Linked DNA regions of Mus musculus: regions 1 and 2 are each linked to region 3. A link is a contact called in public promoter capture Hi-C data. All regions are on one chromosome and are shown on one strand. Each heading gives the region's core, a stretch centred on a gene start, on an enhancer-like site or on the middle of the called end of the contact. The rest is flanking DNA. Distances are from core to core; before and after follow the strand shown. Region 1 holds the start of Cd300e (CD300E molecule). Region 2 holds the start of Cd300lf (CD300 molecule like family member F). Region 3 holds the start of Kif19a (kinesin family member 19A).

The links. Promoter capture Hi-C pulls out the DNA fragments that hold promoters and counts their contacts. Capture Hi-C pulls out chosen DNA fragments and counts their contacts.
Region 1: a contact with region 3 is called in a promoter capture Hi-C map of the HPC-7 cell line. The contact joins the promoter of Cd300e here to the promoter of Kif19a in region 3. A contact is called at or near these places in 13 of 39 promoter capture datasets (the 3T3-L1 cell line, the C10 cell line, the HPC-7 cell line and 8 more), 1 of 484 Hi-C or Micro-C datasets (bone marrow-derived macrophages), 4 of 115 datasets of contacts at active chromatin or transcription factors (embryonic stem cells, extraembryonic endoderm stem cells, pancreatic cancer cells and 1 more) and 3 of 9 other capture datasets (adipose tissue, embryonic stem cells and liver).
Region 2: a contact with region 3 is called in a promoter capture Hi-C map of adipose tissue. The contact joins the promoter of Cd300lf here to the promoter of Kif19a in region 3. A contact is called at or near these places in 4 of 39 promoter capture datasets (the 3T3-L1 cell line, 3T3-L1-derived adipocytes and embryonic stem cells), 1 of 484 Hi-C or Micro-C datasets (embryonic stem cells) and 2 of 9 other capture datasets (adipose tissue and pancreatic islet).

What each region holds. Positions count from the first base shown.
Region 1 is chr11:115,058,511-115,063,556 of GRCm38.p6, reverse strand. It overlaps Cd300e (CD300E molecule), which reads left to right and starts at 1,518. Exons shown (of 4, transcript NM_172050.3): 1 at 1,518-1,572. The coding sequence starts at 1,533.
Region 2 is chr11:115,131,909-115,136,793 of GRCm38.p6, reverse strand. It overlaps Cd300lf (CD300 molecule like family member F), which reads left to right and starts at 2,802. Exons shown (of 7, transcript NM_001169153.1): 1 at 2,802-2,955. The coding sequence starts at 2,913. It also overlaps a transcript of Rab37 not described here.
Region 3 is chr11:114,763,632-114,768,745 of GRCm38.p6, reverse strand. It overlaps Kif19a (kinesin family member 19A), which reads right to left and starts at 3,357. Exons shown (of 20, transcript NM_001102615.1): 1 at 3,194-3,357; 2 at 1,510-1,590. The coding sequence starts at 3,232.

The sequences.
Region 1 (5,046 bases), core at 269-2,768, 300 kb before region 3:
AAATAAATGTTTACAATAGAGATTAGCAGCCCTGCCTAGGTGACAGGCAAGAATTTCACACTTTAGTGTTAATAGCACCAGGGGTTTTTTACTCTTGGCAGGCCTCAAGAATAATGTAGTGTCACGGACCCCTAAATTCCTAGGCCTTGCTAATTCTTATCTTGTCTGGAGAATCTCCATTTGTCAGGAGAGTAAATCAACTTGCTATAGGTATGGAATGTAGCCTGTACTAAAGATTTCTATCTCAGTGAGATTCCCAGGCTCTTTCTGTGACCAGTTGAGCCACTGGCTCTGTCTTATTGTAATGCTTAATTAGTTACTGAATAGGTTAAACTTCCTTGCTGCTTTCTGGGATGTTGGAACACTGGGTTTAGCTATGTCAGAATTCAATCTTAAAAGGCACTTATAATAGGGTAATACTAACAGAGAGCACGTGGATCCATACACTAGACTAACGCGGGAATGGAATATTAATGTATTCTTGCGTGCACCCAACTGGCCACGAAGAACAACGCTGCCACAGGATCCTTCTGCACACGTTTATTCAGTCCCGTTTCTTCTTGTTTATATCTCCCTTTGTTTATATCTCCCTTGTTTATATCTCCCTTGTTTATATCTCCCTTGTTTATATCTCCCTTGTTTATATCTCCCTTGTTTATATCTCCCTTGAACTCTGGGTCTCTCACTCTTTTATACTCTCAGTTCCCATCCACGCACAGCAGGCCACGCCACCTCACCAGGCACGCAGCTTCAGCTAATCAGGGCAGCAGGGGCATATCTCCATCAAAATGGATTCACCAGTATCCTGGTACACCTGCGCAGCTCTCAAGATGTTTGTGGCTTATATGAGGAAGTCAGGTGCAAGTCATACGACTTAGCTGCAGTCCCTGGCGCCTTTGGGACTGCCGCCACACCCGCTCCTCACAATGTATGGGTTAGAGAGGTTAGAGAGAACGCCAGACTCCAGGAGGAGAGCTTCCTTGAAACTCTTTTTTCCTCATGAGCAGCTTTTAGGCATCCCTGCCTGACAGGCTGACTCCACCGGAGTGCCGTGGCAGAGTCCTGAGATCAACTGGGCAGAAACAATGGTTGAGAAAGACAAAGAGGACCCCCTCATCTCTGCTCTTTGAATGGGGGGCACTTATGATCCCAAAGTCAGTAGCCATAGCAGAGGGAAGCAGTGGGGATCAGGCAGGTGTACTAGACAGGAAAGGGAGCTGGAGAAACAAGGGCTGAAGCTATTGCACACAGCAACTGGCTTTCCTGAAGCGTCAGGCTGTGACAAACGTGCTTTTATTGAGTGCAGGCCCGTGCAATGGATCTGCTCCGTTCATTCTCTGAAGCGATTCTCACTCATCTTCCTTTTTTTTTTGTTAAAGTAGGAAGTAGCTCAGAGTGCAAAGGAAGCAGATAAGAAAAAACACATGGAGAGAACTTGAACAAGAAGGTGGTTGCCTGGGCTCTGTTACACACATCTGGATTCCAGCAGCGACCTGGAGTTTTCTGGAGACAGCACCCAGTGAGGCAGGAGGATGAGGCTATGTGCAGGTCTGCTCCTTCTCTGCTTCCAAGGTGAGTAGGGAGGTGGATCTGTAAACCTAATTTTGCAGGGGGGAGGGGGGTAGAGTCGGAGTCCTGGGTTCAAGCCAGAATCCAGATGTCAGAAGTGGGGGTGGGGCCTAGGGGCAGGGGGAACATACATGCATTCACCCATCTCTTTATCTATCAGTGTAGTCCAGCATCCATCTATGGGTCCTACAAACCATTACTAAGCACCAACTGCAACCCTGGACTGTTCTAAATGTTGTAACTATAAAGTAACTTCCCCCAGTCAAGGGGAATCCTATTTGAATGAGGGAGTCAAATGATTATGCTACAGGATAAGTCTTGTTACAATACAGACCGATCCTGTAGATATCAACTACAGCAGGGGCTCCTCGCTCTGCCCTCAGAGGGATGGAGGCTTCATCGAGTCTTCACAGAAGTCAGTCTTGAAGGATGGACCAGCCAGTGGAGCAGAAAAGCAATGATTTATGCTAAAGTGTAGATAGAGATCTTAAAGACCGTGGAGCGTGCAGAAGTCAGCAGTGACCTTGTTTTTGCTGAAGTTTAAAGAGGTTAGAAGTGTTTGTAAGGAATAAAGAGTAGCCAGTTGTGACAGTGGGTGCCTGTAACCACAGCATGCAGGAGGCTGAGGCAGGAGGTTGTAGGCTTGCCTCAGCTACATAGTGAGATCTTGCCAAAAAAAAAATCTGTAAAAGATACTTCGGCCAAGTATGGTCGTGCATGACTTTAATCCCAGTACTTGGGAGATAGATGCAGGTGGATCTCTGTGAGTTCGAGGCCAGCCTGGTCTATATAATGAGACCCCTGTCTCAAAAAAAAAAAAAAAAAAGGGAGAACACATTTTCTTTCCAGGAACTGTTTAGGATGAAAATTCGAGGGTATTTCTTTGCAGGTGACTTTTTATGTTTTTGTTGTTGTTGTTGTTGCTGTTGCTGTTGCTGTTGCTGTTGCTGTTGCTGTTGCTGCTGGACCCTCATAGAACATAAAAGCTACCCCATGTCTACCTGCATTTTTTTCTTCAGTGGTGGTTAGGGCTTAAAGGAAGAGGCCAGCTGAGTGACTCTGTCCACACGTAGTTTTCTTTTTCCTTTTTATGATGTAAGCGTGTGGTATGTGTGGTGGTGGGTGGTGATGTGAGGTCAGAGGCCAGTTTTGTAGAGTCAGCTCTCTTCTTCCACCTTTAGGGTGAGTCTAGGGACCTAACTATGACAACCGGGTTTGCGCAGCAAGCGCCCACTGAGCCATCTTGATGGCCCCCAAACAGCTTTCTTCTGAGTGAAGTGAGAGGAGCCTGGAGCATCTCCCAGCAGCCCCCTCAGCGCCTTCATGATCTAGGTCATCATAGGAAGCTGAAGGGCTCTCAGCAAAATAGCTAAATAGTTCCAAGCCAGCTTTGGCTACATGAGAGCCTGGCTCAAAACAACAAACAAACAAAAACAAGATAAAATCTAGATCTTTAGGCATTCATTGTATTATACTTAGAGGCTTGAGTTGCCTTGACTAAAGGTGATGATGAGGATGATGACGACGACGATGACCATGATGATGATGTAGTGATGGTGAAGACGATGGTGGTAGTAGCGATGGTAATGATGTTAGCGGTAAAGATGGTGAAGATGATGATGTGATGATTACAATGATGATGATAGAATCTTCAGGCAGTCTGGAGAGTAGGGTTAAAATGCTGTAATGACTGACATAGGTTCCAGACACAATGATGGTTGGACCTGCCTTGTCCCAGTTCACGGGAGTTGTCTATGGGCTTTTCCTCTTCTCTACAGTAAATGAGAGCTTCAGATCAGATATGATGAGAATATTGACACCCCAGTAATCAGCAAACACCATGAAGCAGGACCACTCCCAGCATACAACTACTTCTTCAAATCAGCTTGCTTACATCTGACTAAATTGCCCAAGTGCTGTAGTTCAGTGCAGTTCAGTGCAGTGAAACTCTAGAGGAAGACCTCTCTTTACACATCCTTCCGGAGTGGGCCTCCCCATCTTGACCTGTTCATCTTTATGCTAAGGACAGAGTGCTTGTGCCCCGATTTAAACTGTGATGTAATTTGTACTGACATACAGTGCACTTCTCCTTCTGTATCTCAGCCCTCTCTTCTTTCATAACATCCCCTCTGCCCACTGCATCTACCTAAGGTTCTAAACACAGTTTGGGAAAAGGCAGTCATCTTGTATTTATAGAGGAGACCCACAGTGGGTTCTATAGTGAGCTTGAGAGGGAGGAACGAGGAAGGGATAGGTGAGAAGGCAGAAGGGACAATCACAGAGCAAGCGAGGGAAAGGCAAAGGGAAGGAACTGCTTTCTGATATTAAATGAACAGAAATAGCCAGGCAGGGTGGCACACATAACTCCTAGCACTCAAAGGACTGAGGTAAGAGGACTGTGAGGTCAGCTTTGGCTTACCAGGGGGATCTTGTCTAAAGAAAAAGAAAAAGAAAAAGAAAAAGAAGGAGGAGGGGGAGGAGGAGGAGGAGGAGGAGGAGGAGGAGGAGGAGGAGGAGGAGGAGAAAAAAAAAAACAACAAACAAAATAAAATGAACAAAACTTGGGCCAGAGAGCTGGCTCGTGGGTGAAGTGCTTGCCGCTCAATCTTGGCAAGCTGAACCTCATCCCTAGAACCCACAACGTGAATGGAGAGAGCTGACTCCCTAAAGTTGTGCTCCAATCTCTACAAACACCATGCCCACCACCATCCAATAAACAAGAAACTTCAATGAGAAACTAGAATTTCTATTCATTACGAATTTTACAGCCCACACGGTTCATGCTTGTAAAGGGTCATTAGAATTTTATTTCATTGAAATGATGATTGCACACACTCATGAGGTACACTACGTTATTTTTGGTGGATATACACAACTTGCAGTGGTCAAATTAGTCCTGACATTCATTAAAACATGAGAGAATCTGAGGACGTTATATTGAATAAAATAACCTGCTGGGTGTGGTGTCTCACGCTGGTAACTTCATCCAGCTCCCACGAGACCAGACGGCCAGGGAAGAAGCTGTGGAGTTCAAGGCTGATTTGGCTACATTGTGAAACCTTGTCTCAAAACCAAAACCACAATAGGCATTTGTGTCATGGGTCTGGTGCTATGTAGGGAGAGGCAGGTTCCCTCCTGCAAATTCTGGAAGGTTCTTAGGTTTGATTAAATCAATGTCCACCACTGGCTTCAGGGTCCCCACTAGCTGCACAGAGGAGCTGAGGACACCACCATCTCTGGTTTCCTGGTAGTGGGGAGCCTGGAGAGGGAAGTAAATCCCAGTCTGGAGGCATGAATATTGTACAAAGTCTGGAATTGGAACTTGGGTGGAATTGTTAGACAGTCTGGTTCCACAGACTTCTGTAGTCAGTACTGCCCTGCCCTTAGCTGATTTGCTCTCTCACTCCCCATGAGGTGCACAGAGGGCTTGCTTCTACACTCTCCTGCAGAAGTCCCCCCTCCTTCTAGGATCTCTCT
Region 2 (4,885 bases), core at 1,553-4,052, 370 kb before region 3:
TCCAGACGCCTGTACTCCACTGCTGCAGGTGCTCTTGGTGGTCATCTCATGGTACTGGCATCTCCAAAACACTGCATGACCCCTTCAGTCCTGGGCCTTCAATTGCAACTGAGGCTGCACCTTCACCAATGGCCTTCCATGGCCTCTCACAGTGTCGAGCCTCAGCTGCTCTTCGTGACCCCTTCATGCCTTCAAAACCAATACCACCTGGGTGACCCTTACATATTACCAAGTCCCGCTGCAGCAGGAGTACAACCTTGGCTATCTCTGGAACACAGCCTCTTTGTGCTTTCAGAAAACACTTCCCAGAAGATGTCACCTCAATGATGCTGGTCTCTTCTTAATCACCGCTAATTTCTTAGCTCCAGCTAACCAGCATCAATAGTCCCAGTAATGCAAAGTTTTTGCTTTAGTAGTTCTGGTATCTTGTTAATCACAGCTGATTCTTCAGCCCCAGCTAACCAGATCCACAGAATCTTCACAATCAAAACAGCAATGGCCCTGAAAAGAGTCTTTAATTTTCCCTCTGAAATTTCACAAACCAGACCTCCATCTTCTGCACTGTTCTCAACATTATCTTCCAAGCTCCTTCACAACATCTGACAGAGCTCTTAACAACGAATGGATCTTCAAGCCCAAAGTTCCAAAGTCCTTCCACAGTCCTCCCCAAAACATGGTCAGGTTGTCACAGGAATACCCCACTCTGCTGGTACCAATTTTTCTTAGTCAGGGTATCTATTCCTGCACAAACATCATGACCAAGAAGCAAGTTGGGGAGGAAAGGGTTTATTCAGCTTACACTTCCATACTGCTGTTCATCACCAAGGAAGTCAGGCCTGGAACTCAAGCAGGCCAGAAAGCAGGAGCTGATGCAGAGGCCATGGAGGGATGTTCCTTACTGGCTTGCCTCACCTGGCTTGCTCAGCCTGCTCTCTTATTGAACCAAGACTACCAGCCCAGAGATGGTCCCACCCACAAGGGGCCTTTCCCCCTTGATCACTAAGTGAGAAAATGCCTTACAGCTGGATCTTATGGAGGCATTTCCTCAACTGAAGCTCCTTTCTCTGTGATAACTCCAGCTGTGTCAAGTTGACACAAAACTAGCCAGTACAGCCCCTGTTTAAGGGGCGATCTCGCTATAACTCACAGTGGCTTGAATAAGTCTGATGGAATAAGTTCCTGATTCATAGGGTGGCCCTCCATCTTGGATGGGCCAGTTTGAGAGGACCAGGATCAGAGGAGCTGGCCATAGGCTCCTGTCAGACAGCTGTGCTCTTTTCTTTTTTTTTCTTTTTCTTTATCTTTTTCTTTTTTCTTTTTCCTACCTCTGCTCAAGAAAGGAAAAGTCGGTCCTAGACCTTCCATGAACATGGCCCCTTGGTTTTCAGGGTTCCCTCAGCCTGTTGACCACTTCTCTGAAAGGCACTCTACATGTGCGGAGGAGGAGGAAGAGGAACCCTGGGAAGAAACCTGTTTGATTAACAGTGGTGAGTGAAAACCCTTGTTGGCCTTCCTTTATGGTCTAGAAGTATGTAAAGAAGGTGGCCATCCCTGGCCACATCCTGGAAAAGCTGTGGCTTATCAGCAGCTGGTGTTTTCTTGTGGACATAGCCCTCCAACGTGCCTCCTTGCATATGGTTAGTCTAGCCAGGACTTGAGGACGCCACCAATTAAAGGTGTCACAGGGTGTCTATAGCTCCTACCCAAAGTGACCCTATTTTAAGGACTTCCTGAAAATGGGTGTGAGTGAGATGGAAGCCACAGTGTCAGGATGAGGAGTGACCATAAAGGCTGGCCTTCCTTCTTTTCTTATTTGGACAAATGGTTACTGCAGGGAGGGTGTGGGAACGGGGGTAGAAGTCATGAATAGCAAGCTGGTTTTCTGCAGAGGGCAGTGGGGAGGTAGTCCTGGGATATTCACTAAATTTCTGGGGAATACAGGTTAAGTCTATATCTATTACCTATTAGTCTGGGGCAGATCAATAAGAGGCAGTGGTGGAGCATGCCTTTAATCCCAGCACTTGGGAGGCAGAGGCAGGTGGATTTCTGAGTTCGAGGACAGCCTGGTCTACAGTGTGAGCTCCAGGACAGCCAGGGCTACACAGAGAAGCCCTGTCTTGAAAAAACAAACAAACAAACAAACAAACAAAACAACAACAAAAAAAGAGTGCCATCAAAGCAGAGCCTTCTGGGTAATGTTAATTCCTGTTCATTTATCCTGATTATATCTGAGCCCCTCTCCTGGTAAGTTTGTAATGAGTGGGAGTGCTGAGGCTCAGACTCAAGACCTTGCATATGTTAGGCAAGAGCTCTGCCACTGAGCAATACTTCCTCCCCTCCTCTTAGACAGGTGTGGCTATGTAGCCCAGGCTAGCCTTGACCTTACCACATAGCTCAGTTTCAAGTCAAACTTTTAATTCCCCTGTTTCTACCTCTTAAATTCTTGGATTACAGCTGTGCTTGGCACCCATGATGAGGCTGGCTTTTGACACCCCTTCAGCTCCCTCGGCTCCCTCCATTCCAGTCTCTGTTCTAGAGACTCTCTTCTGGCACCCTTCAACCTATTGAAGCGCTGGCCTTCTGGGCTCCAGCAACTCTTGCTCTAGCTGATGGAATCCAGAAGCACCGAGCCTGCACATTCAAAGCAGGAGCCCCTGTTCTCTTTCCAGAAGTCAGTCTGGAGCTGAGGACATGATGTTTCTCAAAGTCCTTTTCACAAGTCTGACTTCTTGCGTTACACTTCTCTCACCCTACCTCCTTCCTCTTTTGGTGCTTTATATGCCAGCGGGAAGTGGCTAAAGGAGGAAGTGCCGAGTGAGAGTGAGGGAAACCACAGGACCAGGAGACGCAGGAGTGGAGCATGTAGCCTGTTCTCGCTGGCAGGCTCCACCAAGGTGACCCGGTGTGAGAAGATGCATTTGTCATTGCTGGTCCCCTTTCTCTTCTGGATCACAGGTGAGCGAGCTCAGGCAACCAGAGGAAGTGGCCACCCAGCAAGGGGTCATCTGTCCACCACCCCATTGTTGTGGCGCTTTTGTGGCAGAAATATTGAGTTCTTAAGCCCCGACCTAGGCACAATTCTAGACTACTGAGGGACTGGTCGTATTTAAGACAGACACACTGATGGGCCCCGCTGGTCTTTGAAAGACAGGAGAGCCCTGGTTGCTCAGGAGAATGTCTGATGAGGCTGGATTGTCAATGTGTGATTGTGTTACAGCAAGGGAGGGAAGGCTTTGGGGGGAAGAAATGATTGTGGGAACAGGTTGCTGAAGGGATAAAAAAAAAGTCTGCTATTCACAACTGATGAAAAGGTGATTTGTGGCAACTGGGAGAGAAGGTGCTGTCAGAAATGGCTGAGGACTGAAAGGTGAAGAGGGGGCAGGAGACAAGGCCACAGATAGAGGGCTGACAGCACTTTCTTGTGTTTTGAGATGGGGGAGGTGCTCCATATGTAGCCAAGGCTGGCCCTCTAACTAGTGATCCTTCTACCTCTGCGTCTACCTCCAAAAATATTCACAGCCAGGCAGTGGTGGCGCATGCCTTTAATCCCAGCACTCGGGAGGCAGAGGCAGGCAGATTTCTGAGTTCGAGGCCAGCCTGGTCTACAAAGTGAGTTCCAGGACAGCCAGGGCTATACAGAGAAACCCTGTCTCAAAAAACCAAAAAAAAAAAAAAAAATCACAACACGATTCATAACAGTAGCAAAATTACAATTACAAAGTAGCAACAAAAATAATTTTATGGCTGGGGGTCACCACAACATGAGGAACTGTGTTAAAGGGTCAAAGCACTAGGAAGGCTGAGAATCACTGCTCTAGTTAGTGCATGTTGAGTTAGACCACCGAAGGGGTTTTTCTGGTGCTGGGACTATAGGCCTGTGCCATGACACTTGAATTAATGTAGCTGTAAGCGAATGGATACAGTTTTGATTTCAAAGAAAGAGAATTTACTCTTGAACACAATGATGCACACCTTTAATCTCTCTTCATTTGGAAGACAGAGGTAGGTGACTCTCTGTGCATTTAGGGACAACCTAGTCTACATAGCAAGTTCCAGGCTAGTCAGGGTGCAGGGTGGGACTGTCTTCAAATAAATTGCACCAAATCATGAGTCCTTTGTGTCATTTTTCTCCTGTGAGCATTGCATGCACCTAGACAATCGTCTTCTCTCATCTTCTCCCCATTTCTACGGGTCCCCTTCTTCTCCCTAAATACCCTCTTCTACTTCCATGTTTGTTTGTTTGTTTTTTCAAATCTGGAGTTTGCGTAGGAGAGAAAACATGCAATATCTGTCTTTCTGAATCTGGTGTATTCTCTTTAACAAGATGGCCTCCAGTTCAGTGTTTTTTTCCTGCAGGCATCATTGTGTATTTATACGACACCTCCTTTATCCATTCGTCTGTCCATGGACTTTGATTCATGGCTCGGTTATTGCGGCTACTGCTGCAGTATAGATGAGTACTCAGATACTCTCTAGGGCAGTGGTTCCAACGACCCCTGCGGCAAACCTCTATTTCCAAGAATGTTTATGCTGAAATTCATCAAGCTAGCAAAATTACGAGGTAGCAATGAAAATGATTTTATTGTTTGGGGAGAGTCACCATAACATGAGGAACTGTTTTAAAGGGTCGTGATGTTAGGAAGGTTGAAAACTGCTGCTCTAGGGCCTGCTGACTTAGACCGCTGAAGAGGGGTTTCTTGCTTTGTATTCTGGTGGTTTCCACTGTGCTCTTGGGCTTCTCCTCTAGGCTTGAAATATTTTTTAGCAGATGGCTTTCAGTTTCATACCCCTAGAGCAGACGTTTCTCAGGACTCTTATAGCTAAGTGTGTATTCAGCTTTTGTATTTAGACATTGACATTTCAAAGGTGGGGGCTGAAGAGATGG
Region 3 (5,114 bases), core at 2,108-4,607:
GCAATTTTCCCTCTTGGGTACCCTGCTAAAGATCTCTTATCATCGTCACCATCACCATCACCATCATCGGCAGGGTTTCTCTGTATTGCCTTGGCTATCCTGGATCTCACTCCACAGACCAGGCTGGTCTTAGACTCAAAGATCTACCTGCCTCTGCTTCCAGAGTCCAGTGCACCACCACCACCACCTGGCGAGAGCTTATCTTTATAATCCACCCCAGTGCCAGTTAAGACAGGGTCTCAATTTGCAGCCCGGGATAGCATGGGATTCCTGATCCTCCAGCCGCAGTCTCATGAGTACTGGATTACAGACGTGTGCTATCATATCCAGGTTCACCACTCTCTCTCTCATTTCTCCCCTTTTGTTCTTGTGTGTTTGTATGTTTGTTGGCATTTGTATGTGTACATGTGGAACCCTAACATTGATGCCAAAAATCATCCTGAGTTGCTCTGCAACCTTTGTGATCACTCTATCACCCCGCGAGTTGAGGCAGGGTCTCTCAATCAAACTCAGAGCTCATAGATATGACTACTCTTGTCAGCTAGCTCAGTCTGGGAGTTCCCAGTCTCTGCCTTCCAAGGCTGGAGTTACAGGTAGGCCAATACACTCACAAACATTTTATAGCATTATGGGGGTTCCAGAGATCACACCCCAGGCCTCATGCCCATGAGGCAAATGTTTTAGCCACTGAGATATCTCTGTCACCATCTCTTAAGGGAGCCTAGGCTCAAGACCCTTATTTACTCTCTGAACAACAGACTCTGTTTTTCTAGTCCTTCTAGGCTGCACATTCTTTTTTTTTTTTTTAAAGATTTATTTATTTATTACATGTAAGTACACTGTAGCTGTCTTCAGACACACCAGAAGAGGGCGTCAGATCTCGTTACAGATGGTTGTGAGCCACCATGTGGTTGCTGGGATTTGAACTTCAGACCTTCGGAAGAGCAGTCGGGTGCTCTTACCCACTGAGCCATCTCACCAGCCCGGAGCTGCACATTCTTATATCTGTTTTAATTCTTTGATCAATGCCTTCTTCTCTCCCCACAGTAAACTCCAGCAACAGAGGGAGCATGGGGCTTTTCATGTTGGAGTGTTTTTTCTAATTTTTAGCACAGCTTCCAGCATGTTCTAGGTTCGTTATGAATAATTATTATCTCAGATGCCCTCTCTCACCATGCTGATGTGAAGACCAAGAGAGTAGACAGTGAAGAGCTCTGCCAAACTTGCCTGCTCTAGTGGTGGGTTTCTGCTAGACCAGCTAAATATGTGCTCTGTGGATAGCTGGCTGTCATATGGGGATGTTGACAGCATGTGGATCAAAATGTATCTTATGGTCTGGGCTCACCCAGGCTCCAAAAGCTCATAGCTTTTCCTGGTCTGCTCTAGGAAGTCTTCCTGAGAGAAGAAAGCCTCTTTCTTGGTGATGCTGTGGAGAGCCCGCCCAGGTGTGTATGCAGAGCAAGGTGAGCCAGCCTCCACCCTGCAGCTCCTGGTTGCAGCCCCAAGTACCTGCTCGTCCATCTTGTGAGCGATGAGGGTAGCTCCCTCCTCCAGCTCAGCCACGCTGATGGGCCGGACCCTAAGTGCCACCTGGGAGGAAGACCAGAACCCTGGGTTAAGAGGACCATACGTAGCCATGGAGGGAGGGATGACAAGGTCTTTGAATTCCTTTCCCAACAGGGTTGTGTTCTCCAGCATCCAACCATCTGCATCTCCTTGGTCCTGAAGAACATTGTGGGTCTAGGGCATTGCCTGAGCCAGAGGGCAGCTGGTCCACAGGGTGTCTGGATGAGTCTGAGTGTCTCTTTTCAAAAGTCTGTATACCTCAGGGGGAGCCCCCAGGGGATGAACTGTCTACACAGGCTGCTTCAGTCACATGCCCAAATTAAACACTTGCCACTCCCTTGGGCTGAAATCCGGAGCCTTGGGGACCAGAGCCACGTGTCTGTATCTGAGAGTGAGGTACTGTTGGGAAGGGGGGGGGGGGTTGTGGACAGAATGGTGTAGAAATGAGGATAGGATGAGAATCTTCCCCTTTGTCCTTCCAGCAACTTGTGGCTGCATCCTAACACTCCCAGGAAGTGTTACCAAGGGCTTCTCTGTTCTCTATTTCCTGGCCACTTAGAGATAGATATGTCTCCCTCCAAAATAAAACCAGAGTCAGGGATTGGGGAGAATTTCTTCTGCTGAGCAAAAGGAGGTGCCTGGATACTGAGTGGACCTCAAGGACCCTCAGTTCCTTTCATCCACACAGACTGTCCTATTGCCTTTATCAGCCTCCTCCCTGGATACGCCTCCTTGGTGAAAGGAGGGTCTTTGTCCCTGCCCTAATGACAATGAATATTCTTGGAGCAAACTCTTTCAAAGAGGCCATTCTCACTGTCAGAGAGGGTGCCACCGAGTCTGGAACTGGCTCCTAGGGCTGAATCCAAGCTTCCCTGTGCAGAAACAGGTTCTCGGGCATTTCGGTAGTGATGCTCTGCCTGCTGGGGCAGAAGGACCATTTCCACAGATCATAGGTTAAGGCTAGGGACTGGGAAGAAGGCTGTGAAAGAGAGAGGAGAGATCTCCACCTATCCTACAACCTGAGTAGCACCAAGGCTTCTCTTTGTGGCTCCAGCTTCCACCACGGATAGTCAAGAATCTCTCTTTGGTCTCTACCTACCCTTACTCCTTCCCATGTGGCTATTCTTCCCAGGCCAGTAGACCCTGGGACTATCCAGGTGGCTTCTAGCATTTCTCTGAAGTATCTGGAGTCCTGATTTGGACAGAGCCTGAGGCACAGCCCATAACTAACTGCTCCTCAGACTTGGTGCTGGCTCCCCCTATTTCGGGGGCTTTTGTCTTTCTATCTGTGGCTCCATCTTCCTTTAAAGCAAGACCTGGCTGGGTTTAAGCCCTCTGATTCGCTAGAGAATCCCAGCTTCCTTCTCAGGCAATAGTTGAGACCTCTCTTGGGTCTTGACCTCTGAGTCTTGGCCCAAAGAAGGCTGAACTTGGGCAGGGGAAGTGGGGTGCTAACTTCCTAACCCCAGGAAGTGCCACCATCCCTTCTGGCCACTGAGAACTTGGGTAGTTGTTCTGCACAGTCCCAGACTCCCATCTCTTGCTCTCAGTGGTCACTATGTTTGAGGCTGTCAAGTCTCAGGTTTGGTGGAGGGGAACCAAGCAGGAGCTTGATAAGGGGTCTCACCATGAGTTGCTGGTCCTTTGAGTCACCGCTGTCCTTCATGATTGCGGTAGGTAAAGAGCCTCAGGCCGCGACAGCTGGCATGGCTGAGACGCACCTCCACTATGGTCACCTCCTCGGATCGCTCTTCCGCCTCCGCTGCTGCCTGACAACCCGAAACCAACAACGCGCCTGCCGCCCGAGCGCTGACCAGGAGGCGGGGCCAGGAGGGCCTGGCCGGCTCCGCCCCGCCCCCTGTGCTGCCCCGCCCCCTATGCTCGCTCCGCCTTCTGCGCTCTGCCCCCTGAACTTTGGTGAGCAGGACGCCTCCACGCAGGACACCCCCGGCCCCCTTGCGCTTCTGTTGCAGCTATTGCTGCTTGTCCCGAGGTTTTCTGTCAGTACGAGTGGTCACCGGTCTGAGCGTCTCGACCTCCTCCCGGCCTAGCGGCGTCCGTTTGGTGGCCCCTCCGCACACACCCGTGCCCAGGCTCGAGGCTCCTGGCTGTGTCTTCTGCGCTCCCGACACCGGCCTGGCACGCGACTAGCTGGGCAGAAGCAACCTTGCCTGTGGCTACGATCTTCTGCTGCTCGCTTGACTGTTACTGGGCGTCTCCAGGGCGCGCCTAGCAGCCTCAAGTTTCCAGGAGTAATGCTGGCTTCGCAGCGGTGGAGGCCAGTGCCTAGGGTGTGGGTAGCTGCACCCATTGTCCAGAGGAAGAGAGGATGAGGGAGTGAGAAGGTGGGTGAAAAGCTGGCCTGCACCCTTTTGGCACCTGGCTAAGTAAAGTGTATAGACACACTAGCAAACCAAGCCTGAAGTCAGAATGAATGGATTTGGCCTGCCTGCCAGAGTAGCACCACCCAGGAGAGTCCACCTGTCCCCTCAGGTTGCATTTGGCCTAGGTTAGCTATGGATGTGGCTCGACACAAAATCATAAGCTTACTTAAAATAATCCGAGGGTCCGCCAGATGGCTTGCCCTGTCAGGGAGCTTGCAAGCTCACTACCTGAGTTCAGTTCCTGAGACCCACATGTGTAAAAGGCCAGACCTGACACCCAAATGTTGTCCTCTGATCACCACATGGACTCCCTAGTACATGTGCATAATATATAAATGTAAATTTTTTAAAGTATGAATGGGGGCGGCAATGCTGGAGAGACAGTTCATGAGGTACTCTCTCTCTCTCTCTCTCTCTCTCTCTCACACACACACACACACATCATTAAAAATAACTCTTTTATGACAAGTTTCTTGAATTTTTTTTTAAGACAGTTTTTTCTCTGTGTAGCCCTGGCTGTTCTGAAAGACCATCCTGGCTTCCAACTCACAAGATCCCCCTGACTCTGTCTCCCAAGTGCTGGGATTAAAGGCCTGTGCTACCGTCCCCTGGCTTTTTTGTTTGTTTGTTTTTTCTGGGTTGGGGGAGTTTCTTGAAAATTAAACAAACAAACAAACAAACAAACAAACAAAACCAAAAGTGGGTTACACAGTTCTCCATTGTGAATTTCGCAGGTGAGATCACTTTGCGATGTAAAAAAGCCGGACAGGAGGCCAGGTGGCCAGGTGGAACAATGGATACACAGTTGCAATTTCCATTCTTGGTAACAGTAACAACAATTACACACTCAGGGAGCCCAGTGGAAATTTTCCTCGTCTCAGGAGGCCTGGGCAAAACAGGATTCTAGTCCTAGCTCTGCCTTAAACCTGCCTAGCCACTGAGAGCCTGGTTTTCCTGTCCTGTCTGCCTGTCACCTGGATGGTGTTGGAACTCTTCCTGAATGTAGTGATCTGTCCTTTGCATTGTCTGTCCCACTGAAGCTGAGAGCCCAGAGCTCTTGCACAGACCAGAGAAGGAGACTCCATGGGGTTAGAATCCAGGAAAGACGCTGGAAAAGCAAGTACCCACATCCCTTAAGGCTGTCTCAGACACCTGGCAGGTCCC